3 separate regions of the Mus musculus genome follow, and regions 1 and 3 are each linked to region 2. A link is a contact called in public HiCAR-type and HiChIP or PLAC-seq data. All regions are on one chromosome and are shown on one strand. The core of a region is the stretch at or near the end of the contact, and the rest is flanking DNA. Distances in the headings are between cores, read along the strand shown. Region 1 overlaps Gm32333 (a long non-coding RNA gene). Region 2 has its middle 40 kb from the start of Gm24940. Region 3 overlaps Gm32333 (a long non-coding RNA gene).

Region 1 (3,092 bases), core at 436-2,935, 240 kb after region 2:
TGTCGGTCGCTATACCAGTACCATGCAGTTTTTATCACTATTGCTCTGTAGTACAGCTTTAGGTCAGGCATGGTGATTCCCCCAGAGGTTCTTTTATCCTTGAGAAGACTTTTTGCTATCCTAGGTTTTTTGTTATTCCAGATGAATCAGCCTCCAAACGCTGACACCATTGCATACATTAGCAAGATTTTGCTGAAAGGACCCTGATATAGCTGTCTCTTGTGAGGCTATGCCGGGGCCTAGCAAACACAGAAGTAGATACTCACAGTCAGCTATTGAATGGATCACAGGGCCCCCAATGGAGGAGCTAGAGAAAGTACCCAAGGAGCTAAAGGGATCTGCAACCCTATAGGTGGAACAACAATATGAATTAACCAGTACCCCTGGGAGATCGTGTCTGTAGCTGCATATGTATCAGAAGATGGCCTAGTGTGGGAAGCCACATGTGCCGTTGCAGGGTGGTGCTGGCCACCACTGGCCACCACGCATACATAGGCAGTAAAGTTTTTTCTGCCAAGATGAGGTTTTTGAGAATTAACCAAAATTAACCAATCAGATGAGAGAGAAGTTAACCAATCAGATGTAGGCATGCAAATGAGGTGGTAAGCATAACCCATGCACAACCAATCCGGGTGTGAGACACGCCTCTCCTAGGCCTATATAAGCACCAGTTCTGGACTTGGGGTCTCTTCGCCTCTGCAATCAAGCTCTCCCAATAAACATGTGCAGAAGGATCCTGTTGCAGCGTCGTTCTTGCTGGCGAGCCAGGGCACACTCAAGAGCCTAGTCAGCCATCATTGGAAAGAGAGGCCCATTGGTCTTGTAAACTTTATATGCCTAAGTACATGGGAACACCAGGGCCAAGAAGTGGGAGTGTGGGGGGATTGTGGGGGGGAGGGGACGGGGGACTTTTGGGATAGCATTGGAAATGTAAATGAAGAAAATACCTAATTTTAAAAAAGGAAAAAAAAATTAAAAGTCACACTGTTTCGCCAATCCAAAAAAAGAATAACACTTATTATCTAATTACTTCAAAACTTTGCATATTACTTGAAAAGAGCTATGAACACATGCAGTATGGGAACCATGACAGCAGGATGGAAGGCTTTAATCAAGTTTTTATTTTCCTTCTTCTTCTCTGGTTTTCATAGTTGTCTATTTCAGGGATATAATATGTGGTTATCCCAAAGAGATTTTTACAGTGACCCTGAGCATCTAAAGTCTGCTGTCATTGTCTGTTGCTTTCTCAGATAGGCACCCCCTACCCCCACTAGTGGGAAGGACGCCACTCTTGAACCAGCAGGTTTCCTTCCTATGCAGCCTTCAGTGTCTGGGGCTCCTGTGCTGGCATCAGAAGTAGCAAGCTGTGAAACTGTTACTATAGTGATGGGCATGGTGGCAAGGGCTACCTTTGGCTCCTTTGGTTTTTCCTGGACAGTTTCTTTGCCTTAAAAAAGATCAGCAGTTTATAGAGCCCCAATGTGAAATCACGCTGGCTCTGATTCATGACATTTTCCTGAGACTTTATAATGTTTCTTTTTTCTAAATAAGCAATTTCAGGTCAGGTAAAAATGTGAGTAAATCATGCCTGGCTCTTGTTCCAGATGTATCCATTTCTGTTCTTGCCTTTTCCCTCTGTTTCATGGCTTTGGTACAACAAAAATAAGCAGAGCCTCCACCCTGGAGCCTTCCTGAGTCTGTAATATGTGCATAGTATACTGTGCACAGAGCGACTTCCCTACCTTGGTCATTACTGACCTTAGCATTTTCTCTGGCAATTATCTGAAACAGAGTAATAATACGGAGTAATGATTTTGGCATGCGTGAGACCCTGGGAGGATCAAAGAGGTTGATGTGACAGTTCATGAAGCAGGGAGGAAGCAAACCGTCCCCCACTGCCAACACTAACATAGCCGTGTGCTTGTGAGTCTGGGAGAACCTAGTTGCCAAGTGTCTGCCTGCATTTTCTTTGAGGGAGCCAGCCCAGGGCAGGTCAGGAAAATTATGGCTTTTATCAAGCAGACACTGTGGCTCTCTTTTTGAGGATGGCCAAAGCCCCAATCACTGCTGGTAACTGCAACACATGTGGTCTTTTAAAAAAGAGAGGGAATGAATATTTTCATTAACTGGCAAAGAGGTACCCACATGAGACTTCATTTATTTGGAATACACAGGGCAAGGCTAAAGGGGGTGAAATGTTTGTAAAGAAATTAAAAGTGAGAGCTCTGGAGACAGACTGCCTGAGTTTGAATCCTGGCTCTTTTGGTTACCATATCATGCCATGTAAGCAAATTATAACCTCTCTGCCTAGAACCCTGCATCAGTGAAATAAACAGAGGCACACCCTAGTTGTATGTTGCCCCGGTGACTGACAGTATGTGACATCACCACAACATTGACACATGTCAACTGCTACTACAGCTTTTGTTTTAGCTGCTTATACTCAAGATGGAAAGCAGTCAGGTTTGCGTGTGGTTTTGTGACCTGGTTTTTCAGACTGCTTATTCTTTAAACAGTGTCTGGGCATAAAATGTGCCAGACATTGTGCTAAGTACTGGAAGATATGATTTCAGCACAAACAAACAAAACCAGTACAGTGCTGGGAGAGTAGATGCACACCAAAGGCTCTATGCATTGCAGAATGCACCCCCACACACACACACACACACCAGTGTAAATTACTTTAGAACTTTAGAGAAAGAATGGCACCATCAAGCCAGTAGATGGGACGGTACTTATGGAGAAGGTAGTCGTTGGCTAGAACTTGAGAAACAAGTGGATTCTTTCTATAATAGCAGAGGTTGGAGTGATATAGGTGTCATGCATGTGTGGAAGAGGGCAGGACTGCATGCGTATGGACTTACACAAGGAGGATGGTGATGAAGGGCTTGAGAGCATCCCAATCATAGTCTTAGCCTAGCGATGGTCAGTGGCTGCCCTTGACTGGACCTGGCCCCGGAAGACTTTTCATCTTTCTTTAATTCAGAAATTGGTGGGGTTATGATTCTGGGATTAAAATCATGCTTTGGAAAAGGACTTGGAGAAAATATCCTGTCATAGCTACAGCCTTCAGACATACAGTACAGGTAAAC
Region 2 (3,381 bases), core at 145-2,644:
TGCAAGTAGCTGAGCCAAGTAATTCCAGTTCACAACTCTCATCTTAGACGCTAGAGAGGATTTTCTCTCCCATCAGTCTTTGCACTTGTGTGTGTTAATTCCATTTAGTCGCTGAGAACTTTTAGGTGGGTTTTTGGGGGTGGGGTGGGGGGCTGGTCAGTAGGGTGAGAACTAGGAGTGAATCATAAGACATCTATCAGGCAAGCTACCCAATCACAGGAGTACATCTTACAAGCCCCATAACAGTTTTAGAAATTTTTATACACAGTGGAGATGTTGGTTTTGCTTATAAATCTTACACATACCACCAGCAAAAGGCTGTTTCCGTAGCTCTGAGAAAACTCTGGCCTAGCCCATAGGGAGAGAGGAAAGAATCTCTCACTTGAAGTGTTATCTGAAAAGAGGGGGGGGGGCTCCCTGTAGTTCTTCCAAAAAAAAGAATGTGTGTGAGCTAGAAACAGTTCCGTTTCTACTGTACCATTAAACTGTAAGGCTGATTCAAGTTTAACTAACTGTCAATTTATTAGGGGGAATGACTTTGCCACACACCCACACACACATGCTAATCCGAAGCATGTGCGTTCTGTTGTTAAGTGGCCCTTCCAAAGGCTGATCACTCATTGGCGGAAACTACTCCAGATGCAATCCATAGCAAAAGCCCAGTTTAAAAAAAAAAAAAAAAAAAAAAGATGAAGATAACGGTGCAGTGATCTTTAGAACATATTCCATATATGTACAAAACTTGTTTGCTTAAATTCAGGGCGGGGAAACATCTCTTCTTTTTAGGTCTATCTGTGGTCACGTGATTTTCCACAACTTGAACATTCCAATAAAAGCACGTTCTAAAAATAAATGGATACAATAACCGACTCTCTGGATTTCAAATTGCTAATTTTTAAAAGCAAAGCAGAAGGATTGTCCTGATGGAAACCCTTCACACAAAATGGCAGTGCAGGGGTGTCAGGCCGGAGTAGGATCCGTTTTTTGAGCAAAGGCTGGGGGAGAGAGCTTATGGCTTCTTGCAGAGGAGTGGACCAGGCAAGTGTACATTTGCACTCCAGAACCATCTGAGGCTGTTCCTTGAAGCCTGCTCTTTACATTTTGGGTGAATATCTGATGGGGAGGGACAGTGTGGGCGTGGGAGGCTGTTTAATCTCATTTTGCCTCCTTCTCCCCCCCCACCCCCACCCTGAGTCATTATGGGAATCTAGAGGAAGAACACCAAAAGAGAAATTTTGAAAGGAATGAAAAGAAAAAGAAGAGGGATGAGAGCGGGGAAGAAGAAAAGAGCAGACGCCCTCAGCTCCAGCGGAAGCAATGCCAAGAAGCAACTAACCAAAACCAGACAGAAGTGGGGCAAGAATAAGATGACTTGGACTCAGGCTGACAAACGCACAAGAGAAAAATTCACATGGCCTCAGGGCGGGGCTTGGCATCCGGCTCAGAGATTACTGTGGATGTATGCACGTAGTTTTTATTTCTGGAGCCTTATTTTGCAACTTCTTCCTGAAAAAAGATGCGTTGGTTTTCTTCATTAAAATAATGGAAAACACACCCTCAAATTCTGCCTTTCCTAACTTACTACTGTGAAAAAAAAAATCACTTTCTTCTAGATCATTTCCTAGGGGTTCTAGACAAATGAAATGCTAAAACTTCAAATGTCTAATGACTTTGTATCTAGTTTCCGAACACTCCATTTTGAAGAGATAGGGGACCACTGTGCCTTTTAACGCAGTCCATTGTGAAAGCAATAAAAGTAGCTGGATAGAAGTCAGCCTGTGGCCAGGGCCAAGGCCAAGGCCAGTTTTGATTCTGAATTATTTGCATATTATTATTTGCATTATTTGCATCTAAGCAGCCTGTGGCCTCTGCAAGCATTTGGCTTGTTAGAGTTAATCCACTGATGGCTTGTGTGGTAATGAGTGTCTGAAGTGCTTGTCTATAGGGATTCTTTTTAATGCTGTCCTCATGGGCTCTGTTGAACTTTTTCTACTTTGTAAATGAAGGCTGAACACACTCAAATCATCTGTGGAACTGTGTAAACTGTTGCTACCCAAAGAGAAAACCCACCACTGGGATGTAATTTTCCACTGTCATTTTTAGATAGCAGGAGCAATTATACACAATTTATGAAAGGAGTACTTCTGGAATGAGAGGACACAGGAAACATGGGAGACACAGGACTCTGTGTGTGTGTGTGTGTGTGTGTGTGTGTGTGTGTGTGAGTGTGTGTGTGTGTACACATACATAAACCTATATCATATATATATATATGTATGTATATGTATACATATGTATACATATACATATACACACATATATATATATACACACACACACACACACAGAGTCACATATATACATATACATACATATACACACACTCACACACACACACACACATATTTATGGAATGATTTATCTGAGTCCAGAACACCATACATGCTAGGCAAATGCTCAGAAACATTTTGAAATAAACTGAATACCTTCAGATAAGGTATATAAATGCAGTTTGGACTGGATTGCTTCCCCTTGTCTTCTTATCAAAGCACTGGGAGATTTCAGCTACTCAGAAAGCCAGGTCATCAGAGTGGCGATTTGTATTTGGACCTCTTTCCAGGAGGTAACAAGAAGCAGGCTTGATGACACACAGATGCCCAGCAGCCAGACTTCCTTCGACAACAGACACATTTTCAAAGTGCTCACGCTGTCAAGTCATCAGACTGACAGTGATGGTCGTTAAAGGGGAGCAATCTACTTGGTGTGGTTCTGTTCTAGTCTCCCTTCTGTACCCAGTAAAATAAAACAACAAAACAAACAAAAAACCTTAACTGAATTGTGCCCTGAGAAACACAAGAGGAAAGTCACTCTGGATCAGAGAGTAGTTAGATGTCTCCCATGCCTAGGGTAGCTGCTATTCTTGATTTGAGAACACTTGTGTAGCTTCTCAGTGTCTTTGAGAGAAGACTTGTCAAATACATATTTCATTGAGTACACGAGTGCATCTCCATTCTAGAATGGGGTGTGTGCAGGGGGTTTTTCTTTTGTTTGTTTTTTTTTACAACAGAATTGAGTCCCCCTGGAAGGCTGCAGTTTTTGGTGGCATTGTAAGATGACAAAGCTCAAGTGGGTTGCAAGACAAGACACATGCCTCCTAATGGTGAAGCTTGCTTATCCTTTTGGCCAGTGTCTACTGGGAATTGGAGGGCACACCCTCCAACCAAAGTCAAGCAGCCACAATGTTTGCTGGGTGTTTGTTGGTTTTGGTTGATTGGTTGAGCTACTCCATCAGTCCCTGCTAATGGTTGAAATTTCCAGACTAGTGATAAGGTCAAATCCAGTCATTTCCATGTAGCAGAAGTGGTGTGCTCTAAAGCTGAG
Region 3 (3,027 bases), core at 238-2,737, 200 kb after region 2:
TAATATAGAAAATATCCCCGCCGACTGGGCTTGGTCTCTGCACAGCCATCGATCTGATGGTCAAGTTTCCTTCACCCACAGAGAGGCATCCTGCTTGGGTACTGAGGCTGCTTCCTGGAACGCAGGCCCCTTTCCCTCAGATCTCCTATTTGATCACAGCTTGGTTCACCTGCTTGTAATAGAATCCCAAAGGTGTGGCTCCCCAGAGCCTCCTGAAGGCTCTGCCTAGTGGACTGCGCAGCATGCGTCTCACACCTGCAACACATTTGCTTAGAAGTCTAAAAGAAAAACACCCTAACCCACACCCAGGGAGACAGAGATAGAATAGAGCATGGGTCTGGTTTAAATGTATGAATTATTACTCTTGAAAAGGAAATGAGGAGGAAGCTCAGCTACTGTGCATTCAAGCCTAGGTGAAGGAGGTGGGTTTACAGGGGCAGAGCTGAAAGGCTCTTAAGAGAATGGGCATTCAGTTCAGTTGTATGAATTTGTGAAGAAAAAAAAAAAAAGAAGTTTAGCTTTTTGGATCCTCCTTTACCCAACAGTAAATGAAAAATAACATCATCCGGTCCCTTATTGTCACAGTATCATCTGTGTAAATGTAAATTTTCATACTGGGTGTGTTGTAGTCCTTGGAGAAAAAGGAGTTAACACGCGAGCCTAATTCCTAACACAAGAAGTCAGATAAATGTGTTGTCTTTGGCTCTAGCATCTGAATGCGTAATGGCACTCTAATTTATTGCTGGCACAGAAGCCTCTCCTTGACATGAGACTTGCCTCAAAGTGCCATCTCCTTTAAGATATATCCAGCAAGCAGATATCAAACACTCCCTACTGCTTAATTGGCAATACTCACACATTCCTCGGTTTCCATATTGGCTTTAAGTTCTCTGCCAGCGCCACAGAACCTAATTTCCCATATTTTCACTATTATTGTTGCTGTTATTATCATTGTCATAAGCGTGGGTTACTTATCCCAGTAAAAGTGACAGCCTGTGTGTCCAAGCTGGCGCAAGTATTGGAGCATAACTAGCTCTGAGTAGGTTTTCCAAGTCACTGTAGCATGTGACCCTCACAGCCACTGTTTAAAACAGGCCTGAGCTCTTTTGCAATTTAAAAGCAAAGAAATTAAAGCCTAAAATGTCAAAATCACACCACAGTTCAGAGTCTGAGACCGAGGAAGAACTTTAGCTCTGGATATTTAAAAAAAAAAACCAAAAACCAAAAACAAAAAAAACCATTGTAGTTTTGCCTTCTGGTCAATTCTATTCAGTACAGTGAACAGTTTCTCCTCCCCTTATTATTTAATTCAACCAGAAATGTAAAATATGCGGTTTTCTATTTTTAAAAAGCGTTCAGTTTGAAGCTGTGCTCATCTCTATTTTCTGGTGGAGAATTTAAAGTGGCCTGCACTTGGTTGGTTGGCCTTACCCTTGCCAGCCTTGCTGTGGCTTGTAAAATGTTGCATGTTTGGTATGGAAATTACCCAGGGAGTGTGACTCTTCACCCAGACATGCCATGGACGCTGGTGGAGTCAGGGTTTTGCACTGTAACCTCTCCTTTTATGTTGCAGAAGAATTCTCTCTTTCTGTTGACTTTCTTTTTCATTCACTAGAAATGAGTTGCTTACATTCCTCTGACCTGGAGAACAACCTCTCCAGGCGAATTCAATTTGTAACTGTGCTGCCCACACCGTTACAGTGCCTTCCCTCCCTTTTATTTTTAAAGGGATACTGTTCTTGTGATGAGCTGTTATGACATATTTATAGGAAAATAATATTTTATTTAAGGACACTTTTTAAAATGGCCCTTAAAACGAAACAAAATGGCATGGATAAATGCAAAATATATGTGTGTACAATTCATATAGTCCCTGTGATTCAAGATCTCTGCCACCTCTCATGCTGAGAATGCTAAGAACAAAGAGATTTTTATCTCAATTTAAATTCTCTTGACATCTTAAAAAATCAGTTGTAGCAATATTTGTTTCCTAGTCGCCTTCACTAGTGTTGTCTCAGGTTGGCCTCAAGTGATGCTTACAGCCAGATCTGACCCTTATGTGCCCAGCTGGGCTCCAACATTCCCAGGAATTTCAGAGGTTGACAAAACCTGGCTCTAGCTAGAGAGTCACTTCAGCATTGAAGTTTTAACTAGGACACAAAAAAATCAAAGATTTAAAACATAGGAAGTTTTAATTAAACAGTGTTAAGTCCAAAATGTTATGTCTTGTTGTCTGAGGGCATGGACTAAAGGATCAATTGGACAAGAGCTATTTGGGCAATGAAAGTCTTTTGCTGACCAGTAAGATTAGAGGCCTTTGAAGCTGAACTTACTGCTGATATTTTCTTTCCATCATGTTGATTGATATCTCTCTGTTTATTTATTTCATTAACAGATATCTGGTGCTTCTCATTGTCTTAAAACTCCAGTGTTTTCCGGAGCTCATGGTCAACTGGCCAGGAATGATCCTTTGGACAAGCAGTCAGAACACTAATGCAAGTGGCCCTGTGATTCACTTTTAAAAGTTTTGCAACACACAAGATTAGGATAAGGCCACAGACTGAACTCCAAAAAGGAACAAGAAAACTTCAAACTCTAAGTGATAAAAATTTTAAGTCATGGTGAATTATCAACATAGCTACCACACACCAGAGTATTATTTTGGATTATGTTCATTTATCAGTTCAATGAGTCCTCACAATAACATTATTACTTCCACTTTCCAGTGAAGGAAATGCTCAAAGATTAAATAACGCTCTCAAGGGCAGGGCCCCAGATGTGACTCACTCCAGACAAGCCAAACCCTGCATTATCTCACCAGGGTTATCTTACAACATAAATCACAGCAGAAGGCAACACACAGCAGCTGGGAAGATACTCGGTTGGTAAAATACATGCCTCGTAAGCACAAGGACTTGATTTTGATCCCAGTACCCATGTAAATAATAATGAAATAATAAAAATACAGGCACAGTAGAGCAATATTGTAATCTCGTTGTCAAAGATGTGGAGACAGAAAGAAGTTGG

Evidence for each region. HiChIP or PLAC-seq counts read pairs in DNA pulled down with a chosen protein or histone mark. HiCAR-type assays count read pairs that join an accessible place to other places.
Region 1: a contact with region 2 is called in a HiCAR-type map of fibro-adipogenic progenitors, with 2.7 times the contacts expected there. The contact joins two enhancer-like sites. A contact is called at or near these places in 2 of 484 Hi-C or Micro-C datasets (forebrain and nephron progenitors) and 1 of 115 datasets of contacts at active chromatin or transcription factors (fibro-adipogenic progenitors).
Region 3: a contact with region 2 is called in a CTCF HiChIP or PLAC-seq map of the NIH/3T3 cell line, with 18 read pairs. The contact joins two enhancer-like sites. A contact is called at or near these places in 1 of 15 datasets of contacts at CTCF or cohesin (the NIH/3T3 cell line), 1 of 484 Hi-C or Micro-C datasets (uterus) and 1 of 9 other capture datasets (embryonic tail).

The regions. Positions count from the first base shown.
Region 1 is chr1:163,598,781-163,601,872 of GRCm38.p6, forward strand. All of the region lies in intron 1 of Gm32333 (a long non-coding RNA gene), which reads right to left. Among named protein-coding and RNA genes, the nearest start is that of Gm32333, 18 kb to the right of the region's middle. Within about 2 kb of position 1,686, at least 20 of the 459 cell types and tissues checked have an H3K27ac peak or open chromatin away from gene starts, as enhancers often do. A contact at or near this core is called in fibro-adipogenic progenitors, where this site is marked.
Region 2 is chr1:163,361,022-163,364,402 of GRCm38.p6, forward strand. No RefSeq gene overlaps it. Among named protein-coding and RNA genes, the nearest start is that of Gm24940, 40 kb to the right of the region's middle. Within about 2 kb of position 1,395, at least 52 of the 459 cell types and tissues checked have an H3K27ac peak or open chromatin away from gene starts, as enhancers often do. A contact at or near this core is called in the NIH/3T3 cell line and fibro-adipogenic progenitors, where this site is marked.
Region 3 is chr1:163,559,709-163,562,735 of GRCm38.p6, forward strand. The region is part of intron 1 of Gm32333 (a long non-coding RNA gene); the gene reads right to left. Among named protein-coding and RNA genes, the nearest start is that of Gm39689, 18 kb to the right of the region's middle. Within about 2 kb of position 1,488, at least 61 of the 459 cell types and tissues checked have an H3K27ac peak or open chromatin away from gene starts, as enhancers often do. A contact at or near this core is called in the NIH/3T3 cell line, where this site is marked.